Regions from separate parts of the Bos taurus genome. Here region 2 is linked to region 1. The links are chromatin contacts, called in public Hi-C maps. All regions are on one chromosome and are shown on one strand. The core of a region is the stretch at or near the end of the contact, and the rest is flanking DNA. Distances in the headings are between cores, read along the strand shown. Region 1 overlaps FGD6 (FYVE, RhoGEF and PH domain containing 6). Region 2 holds the start of VEZT (vezatin, adherens junctions transmembrane protein).

Region 1 (6,659 bases), core at 2,708-5,207:
ATCTCCAGTCAATTCATCTCTGGTTCCGCTTTCCTCTAAGTAGAACTCTGCCTCTTCAATTCTCATGCTTTGTTCCCTCTTTCAAATGATTCTATGCTGCTCAGCGCATTCTTACTTTAAAGCTATCTGCTTTGTTCTTTACCTGAAGGGTATCACAGACGTCCTTCTTCAACTAAACTATGTTCACCAAAGACAAGAAGCATGTTCTATCCCCCACTCCAATCTTTTCCTTTAAAAAAGCACCCTTTAAAGCACAACCCTTGTGAAAGAAGATGTTAGAGAAAAAGAAGTAAAATGATTAATAGAATGAATAAGAATCTCTACAAAATGGGTTAAAGACCTTTCAGCTTTGTAATCTGATAATGTAAAGGAGGATGCACAAGAATGTGATCAAAATTCATAAGATGAACGTAGTGGAGATGGATTTGTCTAGGGGGTTTCTGTAGATTGGAACCAGGGATATACCTATGACATTCAAAAGAGGTAGTTTGGGAGTAAACAGAAAAAAACACTACTATCCCAAATGGAATTAAATCCTTGTGTGTGTGTGTGAAACAGAGAGAGAGAGGGAGAGAGACAGACATACTTGCATGCACATGCGCGCGCACACGCGCGTACACACACACACACACACACACACACACACACACACAGTGGATTATCCCATGAATATCAGTGAATCCCTTGTACTGTACTAGACTATTTCCGATAAGTACTATTGGGGTAAGGAGTGGAAGGATGGCAAACCTAATGCCCATCTTTAAACAGTCCCAGAATAATAGATTATTTTAGACCTTACCTCTAATTTGTATTGTTTGGTCACTTCAGGGACTCATGATTTTAAAGCCTGAAAGGATGCTGCAGATCAACTGGTTCAATCTCTGCCTTCGAAAGCTGGTGGACATTTACTGAAGGTGAACGCACCCTGGCACAGACAGACTGAGCCCAGGAGGACGACGCTTCCTGATCACACACTATGCTGGGACCACCCTCTCAGGAGGCTGGCTCCCATGGCTGCCTGACCATGGGCATCTTTGGTCCCTATAATTTCACCTGCTTCCAGGCCACTAACACTTTATCTAGTTCTATCTTCATCTGCCCAAAACAGAGTTTAAAAAGGCTTGTTATGAATAAAACACAGTTTTGTATATGGGTTTTGTTACATTTTTACTTTCTAGGTCCAAATGAATGTAACATAAAAACTTCTAACACTTAAGACCACAGAAATCATTTACCTTGAGTGTCTCTGTAATCTCCAGAGTCTTCTAAGAGATTTTTCAAATAATCTAGAAAAGGTGAAAAAAATACATATATAGTATTTAGTACAATAAAGCACTAAGGAAAAAAAAATTAGTCAGCCTTATTAGTCAGACCAATAAGTCAGCCTTATTGGTTAGTATACACATTCATTCTGGTTGTGCTAACTTTCTAAAAATGGAAGAATAAAGCCCTGGGGTCAATTTGAAATCAGGACACAGAATCAGAGCTAAGAAAGAGCCTACAGGTTGCACTGGTGATTTTAGAGATGAGTAACCAGGCTACTGAGGACACGTCTCACCCAAGTAATCCCACCTCTTTGTGGCACAGCCAGGATCAGAATCCAGGTCTCCAGATGACCAGCTCAACACTTTTACTCCAACACACAGTAAATACCTTAATCCCAAGATCAGATGTACGTCTACTTCCAAAATTCAAGCATTAATAAATTGAATGCCTAAGGGACTCAGATTCATCAATCTTAAGAGTCTAATAATGCCCAGAATACATACCCAAAAAATGCAATATGTGTGTCTAGACCAGTGGTTCTCAAACGGGGGCAACTTTGCCCCACACCCACCTCCCAAGACATTTGAAAACGACTGAAGATATTTCTGATGATCACAACTGGGTGAACGGGGACACCACTGGCATTGAGGGGTTAGAGGCCAGAGATGCTGCTTAACATCTGCCAAATGCGCAGGATCATCCTAATGTCAACATTAGGGCGTTGTCAACAGGGCTGCAGTAAAGAAACCCTGGTCCAGATGGTCTGTAAATGAGCGACATGGTACACAGCAGCTCTTGCAACACAAAATAAATTAAGGCAATAGGTTATATTTAATAAGTCTTTAACACCAAGGAATATTGCTGGATTTCAAAGTGACACTTCCAGTTGAGAAATGCTGAACGACTTAACTACCAAATTAAAACAAATCCCATTTCCTGTAATTTCAAGACCCCACTACATGGTCCCTGTTGACTGTTCTGATTTTCTTTCTTGCTACTGCCTTACACCAGCCCTTTGTTCTTATTAAAATTTGATTCTACACAATTTATTAAACACTTCCTATGTGTTCCCTGGCTCTATACTTTTTGTCTTTAATGCACCCTTCTTCTGAATCCTTTCTCTGTCTCTGCATATAAAAATTCTACTCATAATTCATCAAGGCTCATCTCAAATTCCTCCTCCCCTACCAAACTTTCCATTTGAAAGAAATATTCTTTCCCTTTGAATAATATAACACAGCAGTTACTCACTGTATGCCTTCTATCATTTTTTTTTTTCATTAGATTCAAGGCTCCTTGTGGGCAGGGCCTGCCCACATCTGATACCATCTTTCTCTCATACCACTTAGCCAGAGACGTGGCATACAAGGGACAAGAAATACTTAATGATTTTTTTTTTTTAAAGATTTTTTTCATATAGGATTTTGTCTTAGTGGGTAAAAGGCAGTAAAAGCTAAAATCAATCCTAATTCCTGTGGGAGCTTAGAAATGGAAAGAGGAAAGGCATATTAAAAGACTGAATGCATTTTATCAGATCCAGTCTCCACTAGGAGATACCGCAGATGACATTAAGCCTCTCTGAGCCACAGCACAGGTTCTATCGTTCCAGAGACCATCACACCACTTGCGCTCCCCAGGTGGCGCTAGTGGTAACGAACACGCCTGCCAATGCAGGAGACCTAAGAGATGCAGTTTCGATCCCTGGGTCAAGAAGATCTCCTGGAGGAGGGCATGGTAACCCACTCCACTAGCCTGGAGAATCCCATGAACAGAGGAGCCTGGCAGGCTACAGTCCATGGGGTTGCAAAGAGTCAGACACGACTGAAGTGAGTTAGTACCATGCAATCTCCACTTAGCAATATTATGGAACAAATATAATTTCATCCCATGGATTTATGAAGTCATGCTCAAAAAGGCACAAAGAGAAACTTGGATATTGGTGCCAGCTTTTCAAACTTAATAGATGACATAAACATACACACCCAGCTGTTGAAACTATACGTCTTTGAGACACTGATCTAAGAACCTGTGAGTCTAGACATGCACACTGTAACTACCCAGCCCTGGCAGTGAGTCACCGTGAGATACTGTGGGAGACAGCACTAAGCTTCTGTGAGCCACAGCAGAAGTTCTATCTCACCAGAGGCCATCACAAGCAATTTAGATCCCAAACTAATCCGAACACACATTGGAGAGCATTCTTCCAATCAAATAAGAAAGTCTCCAAAACTAACAAAATATATTGACCGTACACTGTACTTAGCCTCACCCAGGGATGAAAAATGAATTTAATCTCACTCTGACCCCATCAGAATGCATTCCCTGTATAAGTCATCTTTTGCGAATTCAAATATTTAATGTTTCCATGAGAGTGACAGGGTTAGGAAGAAAAACGTACTCTTTTTAGGCTACATCATTAGTCAAAAGGGATGTTCCTTTAAGCCTGGGGGAGCAGAAGAGCACATGAACGAAAGCAGATTTACCTAAGCATCAGATTCACAGCAAGTTCCTATTTTGTCTTTGATTCTTATTCGTTAATACAGAAACATATCTATGCAAACTGAGACATTTCTCTAAACCAAAAGCGGTCACTGGAGGTTGTCTGTATTAGGAAATCCTGACCTCAGAATCACTATGCTGAGCCTGATAAGTTTCTGAGTTGCATTTTCTTCCCTTGTACTCAAGTTCAGCTACTGCTCGCCAACCTAAACTTTTAGGAACAAAGTGGAAAGACACAAATTGGCTGGGCAAAAACCCCACCATGAAGCTGTTGCAAAATCATACTATTAATCAAGAAGATAATGGGGTTAGGTTTACTTTCCTTGCCAATTAAAAAAAAAAAAACAACTTAAAATTCACCTTTCAAAATTCAGCTTTCCAGAAGTGAATTTTAGAATTTCAACTTTCTAATGTATTCATCTGTATTTTCAGGTTATCTCATTGCAGTACATCTTCCTTTTGAGAACTTTTACCTTTTCTAGGAAGACCCAACCATGAGCCCCTCAGTTAAGAATCACTCCATGCCTTAACTACAGAATGAGCAGGAGACTGATCACCCTCTGAGTCAGATGGAAGGAGCAATGAAATCACCAGCTGTCCCAGTGACTGTCATAAGCCAGGTGAAACACAGGAAGGGAGACCAGACAGACACGCCTGCATTGGTCATGTGGAATTGTTCACTACATATCATTTAGGTCCTAGTATCCTGCTGGCCACCTGATACGAATAACTGACTCATTTGAAAAGACCCTGATGCTGGGAAAGATTGAAGGCGGGAGGAGAAGGGGACAACAGAAGATGAGATGGTTGGATGGCATCACCGACTCGATGGACATGAATTTGAGCAAGCTCCAGGTGTTGGTGATGGACAGGGAAGCCTGGTGTGTTGCAGTCCGTGGAGTTGGACACGACTGAGCAACTGAACTGAACTGATCCCGCTGGCGATCATTTTAAAAAATGAGAACACAGGAGTCATTTCGATTTGCCATGTTAGATTTATAGTATTCCATGTCTTTCCTGTTTTCAACAAACGAAGCAAAGAATTTTTCAAAACTTCAGTAATAAAAATGCCTCAAATGCTATTGAAGTTATTTATGTCAAAGAAAAACAGGCTGGTGAGGTCTGCATGGGCACCACAAAATGTACTTTCTGGCCACCAGGTGGCACCCTTGATTAATAAAGGTTAATTAATCCCCATAATCACCATCATCCAACAGTAGCAGCACAAAACTAATTTAGCATGTGCAGCCTCAAGGATTAAGCAAGTGAATTTTGTCCTCATATATCAGGACATAGTCTTTCATGTTCTCATAAAAGAATGAGAACCTAAAAAACACCATATCTTGTTAGAGCTCTAAGTGTTCAATACATGAACTCCTAGTAAGCCTTACCATTTCTTGATTGCCTCATCAATGAATAAGCAACTTAAAGCAGAAAACTATTCAGAGGTATAGTAACCATTTCCTAAAGAAGAGTCATCTGTGAGAATCGGGGACTTTTTAATTCAACAGCACCCAGTCAGATTCCTGGACGCTTTGCTCAGAAACGGTTGATGGCAAAGAACAGAGGAAATGAGCATATACAAAGGGTAGAGTTCCAAAGTTGAGCGTTTCAAATTTGAGAACATGGTTCTATGGTGTCAGGTATCCCTTTAAACACAAATGCTAAACTATGGATTGCAGGAGGACCAGGAGCCTGATTATTTACTCTTATATTACCAGCATCTAATAGAATATGCAATAAAATTGCATATTCAGCAAATGTTTCCTGAATTTATGATGGACTAAATGACATTCCAAGTCCAGTTCTAATTGTTGCTTCCTGACCTGCATATAGGTTTCTCAAGAGGCAGGTCAGGTGGTCTGGTATTCCCATCTCTTTCAGGATTTTCCACAGTTTATTGTGATCCACACAGTCAAAGGCTTTGGCATAGTCAATAAAGCAGAAATAGATGTTATTCTGGAACTCTCTTGCTTTTCCGATGATCCAGCAGATGTTGGCCATTTGATCTCTGGTTCCTCTGCCTCTTCTAAAACCAGCTTGAACATCTGGAAGTTCACGGTTCACGTATTACTGAAGCCTGGCTTGGAGAATTTTGAGCATTACTTTACTAGCGTGTGAGATGAGTGCAACTGTGCAGTAGTTTGAGCATTCTTTGGCATTGGCTTTCTTTGGGATTGGAATGAAAACTGACCTTATATGCAGAGTACATCATGAGAAACGCTGGGCTCGAAGAAGCACAAGCTGGAATCAAGACTTCCCGGAGAAATATCAATAACCTCAGATATGCAGATGACACCACCCTTATGGCAGAAAGTGAAGAGGAACTAAAAAGCCTCTTGATGAAAGTGAAAGAGGAGAGTGAAAAAGTTGGCTTAAAGCTCAACATTCAGAAAACAAAGATCATGGCATCCGGTCCCATCACTTCATGGGAAATAGATGGGGAAACAGTGGAAACCGTGTCAGACTTTATTTTTGGGGGCTCCAAAATCACTGCAGATGGTGACTGCAGCCATGAAATTAAAAGATGCTTACTCCTTGGAAGGAAAGTTGTGACCAACCTAGATAGCATATTCAAAAGCAGAGACATTACTTTGCCAACAAAGGTTCGTCTAGTCAAGGCTATGGTTTTTCCTGTGGTCATGTATGGATGTGAGAGTTGGACTGTGAAGAAGGCTGAGAGCCGAAGAAAGCTGTACCAGAACATTGGGGGTGGGGGGCGGGGAATGAAAAGGAAAAGATTCTGGGTCTATACAGTAAAAGCCTTAACTTATTTCTAGGACAAACGAATAAAAGAAGTTACCTCATGCAAAGAGTTGACTCATTGGAAAAGACTCTGATGCTGGGAGGGATTGGGGGCAGGAGGAGAAGGGGACAACAGAGGATGAGATGGC
Region 2 (6,659 bases), core at 2,184-4,683, 79 kb after region 1:
GTCTAAATGACTTTGAGGTGATACGTCTGAGATACCTGCTTCAGGAGAACCCTTAGATTCCGGAGCCCTTTGCCCTGTGTGATTTTTCTTCGGTGTACCTCCCTCTGTCTTCACCACAAGGAGACAAGCTCCAGGAGGGCAGACACTTTGTCTCTCTGCTGTATCCCCAGTGCTGAACACTAGGCCTGGGAACAGACAGAGTTGCCACACACACATAGTCTTTACTATGTCTCAGTAACAAGATATTTCTTTAAAAAAAAAAAAAAAAATCAATACCATTTAAACATAGAATAATAATATGTTTGTAGGAATCAACTTCAATAGGATTACTAAGTTCTTAATTATTAGTAGGAATAAGTGTTCAACTAAGTCAGTAGCACAGAAATATTTGAAATTCATCATTATTTTCAGTGGCTCTATTTTGAAAGAAACACAAATCAAAAAATAACAAGCCATTATGAGACGGTCTGCTCCAATGTCAAACTTGCAATAAATCCAGCACCTTTGGATGTTAATACTGTATCAACAGTCAGACTTGAAACTTTTTAGAGCATAGCAGCAAATCTTTTATTTACACAGCTGTTTGGCTCCAGGGAAAAATAAGGTAAGAGTGTAAAGCACTAGTAACACTATTCTAACAATTACAAACACACTCGTCATCTATTACACACAGATGGCTGCAGCCCACTTGCAACACTTTGAGCTACTAGACCAGCCAAAAAGCAAAGCACAGCGCACGTACACTGAGACCTGTATGTGTTCATAAAGGTATAAAATACATTCCTATAATTAGCTCTCTTTTTCTCAGACACTGATTTTAAAAATTCTAAAATCTCTATGTGGGCCTACTCTTTTACAGATGCAAAAAAAAACAAAGCAAGCTCTTCTTTAGAATACATATAATTTAGATATTCTACATTTTTCTTATGTCCTTAAATTAAGCCAACCAGCCCAAACAATACCACAGATTAGGTTCAGTGTAAACAAACATCTCCCCCAGTTGCCAATAATGTTCCTAAAGTTTTAATGCATTTAAATTTTGTTCCAAAGAGCATCATAAACAGCTTGTAAGAATGATGAACACATAATTTTGTTAGAAGATGGGCAGTTCTTTTCTATATTCCCCATTTAGACATGAGAAAAAGTTATAATAAATCTTAACAGATGGGCAAACAAAAAAGTCGTCAATGCTTCTCAGCCAGCTATGCTAAAAACCAACTAACTCAGCTAAACACAGGAAGTGTCCCTCTTTTAAACACCACAAAAATGTCTGGATTTCTTTAATTGTAAAGTTGATAAATATAAAAATAGCCTGAAATATTTGAGGGTCATTCAAATGAAATAATACAATTCCAAACTGAGACCTAGATCAGGTTTACATATTTAAATATCAATTAAATGCTTCTGTATCTGTTCATTTATAAACTGTTGGGACTGGAACTGAAAGTTGACACATCCAAGGTACGAATTTGAAATGCGTTTGACAAAGGAAGGAAGAGTTAAAACAGGCTGGAAGGATTTTAAAATCTCCAATAATTTTAAATCTAAATTTAAATTAAATTTGGCTTGTTCATTACACTGAGGCACAGAAATTTAGGATGAAAATACTTCACCTCAAGTAAGTGGAAAGGCTTCCTTTGGTAAGGAAAGAAGAGTTTATAAATAACGTAATTCTCAGTATATGATGACATCCTCTACACACACATATAACATCAAAAGGGAAGATCCACAACATCTTCTTCAGAAATACTACTACCGGAACACTGCTTTCCTTGCTTTCTTACTCCTATTGGCTAACTTCTCAGCTCCTTAGTTTGTAATCAGATTACACCTAGCAGTACAACCTCTAGCATATCTAGTCTTCAGAAAGAACACAAATCAGAACATTCAGGGTGCTGTTTGACAGTTTCAAGTTACAGAAATTTAAAACAAATGCCAAGAAAAGCTAAGAAAATTTAATCTGATACTTAACTGCTGATTCTAGAAGTAACTTTGAAGTCTTACACTGTTTTACTATTAAATGTATAATGAAGGTTTATTGCTTTCAATGTGGGCGAAATTGTTATTTAAAAAAAAAACAAAAATTAAAAAAACTTAATACTGAATACATTATTAAGTTCTAACTTAAAAGTTAACCTATGTTATTATAAGTGAATATAATACCACTTCAGTAATTATTTCGGAAAATAGGAACTGTTCCTTCTGAACGTTGTCCATAAAATTCTTCAGAGTGCACACAAAGGTAATACAACTGGCTTTGCCATATGGATGAAGGGAAAGGACCAAGGAAGGTAAACAGAAAATAAGGCTTTGTGTACACTAACCAGGTAGACACAGGGGAAAAAAGTGCACAGAAAAACCGGGTGGAGATGAACAAAAACCTTGGCATCGGCAGGCAGTTCTACTCCTCTGATTCTTAGATAACAGGGGGAAACCCACCAGGACAGCAGTAACAATGTCTAAATCTCTTCACTAAGGGTCAGGGTTTCCAGTCCTCACTGAGGTTAAAGCCACACAGCCTAGTGGCTAAGTTCAACACTCCGGGAACGCTGCCCTTTCCTAGAATAACTGATTTCTTAACATGGGAATCTAAACTATTTTCATACGCAAAGGCAAAGTCGCTCAAATTTTAGGAAAGAAAAATAAATGCCCTCTTTACATTTCCCGTTTCTCCTGGAGCTAAGAGACCCCAACAAGGTCTTCCTTTAAAGGGAGGTCCCAAGAGACACATGATTTCCAAAGAGCCCCTCTTAGGCACGAAGGGACGAGAAAATCCGGCAGCAAACACCGTCTGCTCCGCACTTGCCGCAGTCCCGGAGAAAGGCAGAGGGAACACTACTAACCTATCCCGGGGGAGAAAGCAGCTCCGAGCCCCAAACCTGCAGCGCTCGCTACAAACTTTCCAGCGGCAGCTCGAGCGCCGTCACTTACCTGCAGCAGAAGTCATGATTCCCCAGTGCAGGTCGCTTCCCAGCTCGCCCCCCTTAATCCCCGCGCCCCTTACAGTCCATTGTTTCAAGAATTTGGGAAGAAGAGAAAAACTCCCACAGAGCCCACATTCCGTCCGGAGGGACCGCGGCGCGAGCGCCGCACAAAGGGAGCTGCCTGCCGGCTCTAAGGACCCGGCGGCGCTCCCCGGCGCGAGCGCCGGCGACGGGCAGGCGGGCACGAGCACCGAGCAGCGGAGCTCCCGGCGGACGTACACGCGCGCGCACGAGCAGTGCTCACCGCGGCTTCGCCAGTGCGAGGCCTTCTCCAGCTCCAAAAAAAAAAAAAATCAGAGCTCCAGGCGCCCTCTGCTAGTCGCGGCCGTAAAAGGCGGACAAAAGCCCCAACCTCCTCCAATCAGAGGGCCCAAGTTTTACCCCGTTCCCGGCCCTCCCGCCCACATGCTCAAGCTCGGCTCCAATGAGCGGGCTTTAAAAAGGGGCGTGAGCTACAAGGCATGATGGGAATTGTAGTTTTCTGCACACAAGGACTGGCAGAGGCAGACGCTTGGGTGCAGCCTGTTCTCCCGCCTTCATTTCCCATCGTGCTGAGGCGGGTGGCATGGCGGAGAAGGATGACACCGGATTTTGACGAAGAGGTGGTTTTTGAGGTAAGGGGAAAATGGCGGTGCGTGTGAGTTGCCTTTGTTTGAGAAGGACGAGGGAGAAGGCGAGAGGGCGATCGAGGGAGCGACGGATCGGGTGACGCTCCTGCCGGTCTTGGTCACCGAATCTCGTCGATTTCCGGGCCTACTGTTGGCCGCTGCCTGACAGGTGTAGCCCGAGGCGCCCTTGCCTCGCCCAGTCTCTGCCTTGGGTCCTCCCAGAATTCCCAGCCTGGCCGGTGAACGCGAGCCCAGCTTGTTCCTTCCCGGGTGATGGATACGCCTTGGCTGGGTGTGGGGGTGGGGTAACTGCTCCTGGTTGGGGCGGGGCCCAGTCGTGGATTTTGGGTACTCGCCCATACGATTTAGCCTCCCCCTTTTTCGTCCTTGATTTTTTGGGGTCAATATCAAGAAGTGCCCGAGGTCACCGTTCACTGTCGAGGCGTGGCTCTTCGAGTGGAGGCAGCAGGTGCTGGTTTTCTAACGTGGTTTAAGATCTGTGTGTGGGACCTCCTGTGGGTGATTAGGGCCGGGGCGTCTCAGCGTCTAATTCTTTTGTCCTTTGCTGTTGCTCTAGGTGTAGCTGTTTCTTCTGTTTCGAGGCTTTGGTGAGAGTGCTTTTGTGTGGGGACTATTTTAAGACGTTCTCTGCCATCTTGAATGAAAAAAAAAAATTCTAGTGTTTCTGTTGCCGTTTATCTATCAGACACAGGCGCAAACCCACACCTCTGTATAAGGCATGTGTATGAATGCTTTACCAAAGTCCATTCATCCAACTTGCTTTTAAGAAATTTAAGAAAAGAAAGAGCTCATTCTTTACGAAAAAGAAGCTAGACAATAAATAGTGCAGAATGGTATATGTTGAAATATATGCAAACTGTCATTGGAGGATTGGTTTGGAAACTGCCGTCTGTACTCGGAGACGCTACACCCAGTAAGTGGATATTGGAGGTGGGTCTTGAACTGTAAGTCTGTTTAGAGAGGTGGAAGGGAGAAAATGCATTCTGAAGAACGAGAACAAAGTATGCCAAGCTTGGGAGGTGTGAAGGTATCTGGTGCAGATTTTTCCAGGACTTGAGTGTGAACTGTCACTATGTGAAGCAGTCTGATGGGGCTAGAATGGAGAAGTAGTGAAAGATAGGGCTCTTTTACCAAAAGGAAGTGTCTTGGTTTGAGGTCAGTAGGGAATACAAGTGCCTGAGTTTCAGATATGAGAGAAGACCGAATTGAATAATGGCTTGGACAGATACTGCTAAGGTAAAATTGAGGAAACAAGTTATAAGATTGCATGTGGGACATGAAAGAGAGACAAAAATCTATGTTACTTAGATTGCTAGAGAAAAGGGACTGGGTGGATTTTTTTTTTTTTTAACCCTGTTATGTGGTTAGATATCTGAATAATAATAATGCGTGCTCATTTCTACAGCATTTCATTGTAGAAAACAAGCCACAAAATTAAATCACTCGTTATCCTTTCACCCACAGATGGCCACTGTTAACATTATAGTATGTATTCTTGCCAACGTTTTCTATGCAAATATATGTTTGATTTTTTTTAACAAAAAAGTATACCACATAGAATTGTATATGTATTTTTCACTGAGTGTTTTCTTATCATTACTCTTTGAAAACAACATAATATCCAATATGTATATGTATCATAATCATTTTCCCATTCTTGGATAGTTACATTGTTTCAAAATGCCGTTATAGTCAACACTGGCATAAGTCCATTTTTAATTGCATCTCCGATTTTTCCTTAGAATAATTTCTAGAAAGGAAACTCGTGGGTCAAAAGATACATTTTTCAAGACTTTTACGCGGAAAGGTTATACTATTTCAAGTTTCTGTTAGGAATAAGAGTATTATTTTCACCAAATCCTCAGCAGCAACCTTATTAATTTCCTTTAGTCTTTGCTAATTTGATAGGGAATCGAGCATTCTGCTGTTCTAATTTACATTTTTTGAATTTACTAGAAACATTTTTATTTCTTTCTTGAGCATTTCTTTTTGTATTTTTTCCCCCATTTTCCTGTTGGATGTTAGATTCTTAACTGATTTGCATACATTTTTCATAAGTCACTTAAACCTATTTTACTTGTACAAATTTATTTATTTATTTTGTGGCAGAACCAGGGGGCCTTGTGGGATCTTAGTTCCCTGACCAGGGATCAAACCCTGCAGTGGAAGCACAGGATCTTAACCACTGGACTTTGTGGGAAGTCCCTAGAAATGTTTTTTGTTGTTTAGTTTATTTGCTTTTTGTCATATACATTAATTTTTATTGCAGCATAATGTTCATAAGAAAAGTGCACAAATCGTAAATGTGCAGACTGATCAGTTGTCACATGTTGAATACACCCATGCAGCCAGGACCTGTGTTAAGAAACTGAACATCACCAGCACACCAGAAGCTCCCTCTTACTCTCTTCCAGCCACTTCTCTCCACCCCCAAAATAACCACTCTTCAGACTTATAATCATTAATTTAGATCCCTTTTGACGTTTTTTATAGTGTACACACTGTGCAAGTTCCATTTGTATATGCTCTTTTTTGTCTGACTTTGCTTTCTGATTTTGTCTGTTATATTCATCCATATGGTCATGTAAGGATTTTTTATTTCTCCATAGTATTGCATGTGAACGTATAACCAGTTTTTAATCTACTCTACTATTAATGGTCTTTGGGTGATTTCTAGTTTGAAACTATTATGAATAGTGCTAATGTGAACATTTCAGTATATATATCTTACTGAACATATTTCTGTTGGGTATATACTTAGAAGAGGAATCACTGAGTCATAGGAAATACATGCATTCACCTTGTGTGGATATTGCCGAACATTATTCCAACGTGGTGGTGCCAATTTGTACTCTTAACCAGCAGTGTAGAAGAGGTCCAGTTGCTCCCCTCACTGACACTTGTTAATTTCCGTCTTTTTACCATTCTAATGTGTATACTGGTATCTCCTCTTGGCTTTAATTTGCATTTCCCTGATAAGGAAAGGGAGAGGGTTTTTTTTATGTTTAAGGACCAGTTGTATATTCACTTTGTGAAGCCAATTCAA

Evidence for each region. Hi-C and Micro-C count contacts between places; a contact is called where the count stands out from the background.
Region 2: a contact with region 1 is called in a Hi-C map of an unstated tissue, with 3 times the contacts expected there. The contact joins the promoter of VEZT here to the enhancer-like site in region 1. A contact is called at or near these places in 4 of 11 Hi-C or Micro-C datasets (blastocyst, liver, skeletal muscle and 1 more).

What each region holds. Positions count from the first base shown.
Region 1 is chr5:24,786,009-24,792,667 of ARS-UCD2.0, forward strand. FGD6 (FYVE, RhoGEF and PH domain containing 6) reads right to left here. Exons shown (of 21, transcript XM_005206128.5): 9 at 1,236-1,286. Among named protein-coding and RNA genes, the nearest start is that of NR2C1, 29 kb to the left of the region's middle. Within about 2 kb of position 3,958, at least 9 of the 102 cell types and tissues checked have an H3K27ac peak or open chromatin away from gene starts, as enhancers often do.
Region 2 is chr5:24,865,526-24,872,184 of ARS-UCD2.0, forward strand. It overlaps VEZT (vezatin, adherens junctions transmembrane protein), which reads left to right and starts at 3,434. Exons shown (of 12, transcript XM_059886849.1): 1 at 3,434-3,598. The coding sequence starts at 3,446. It overlaps FGD6 (FYVE, RhoGEF and PH domain containing 6), which reads right to left and starts at 3,155. Exons shown (of 21, transcript XM_005206128.5): 1 at 2,932-3,155. The coding sequence starts at 2,947.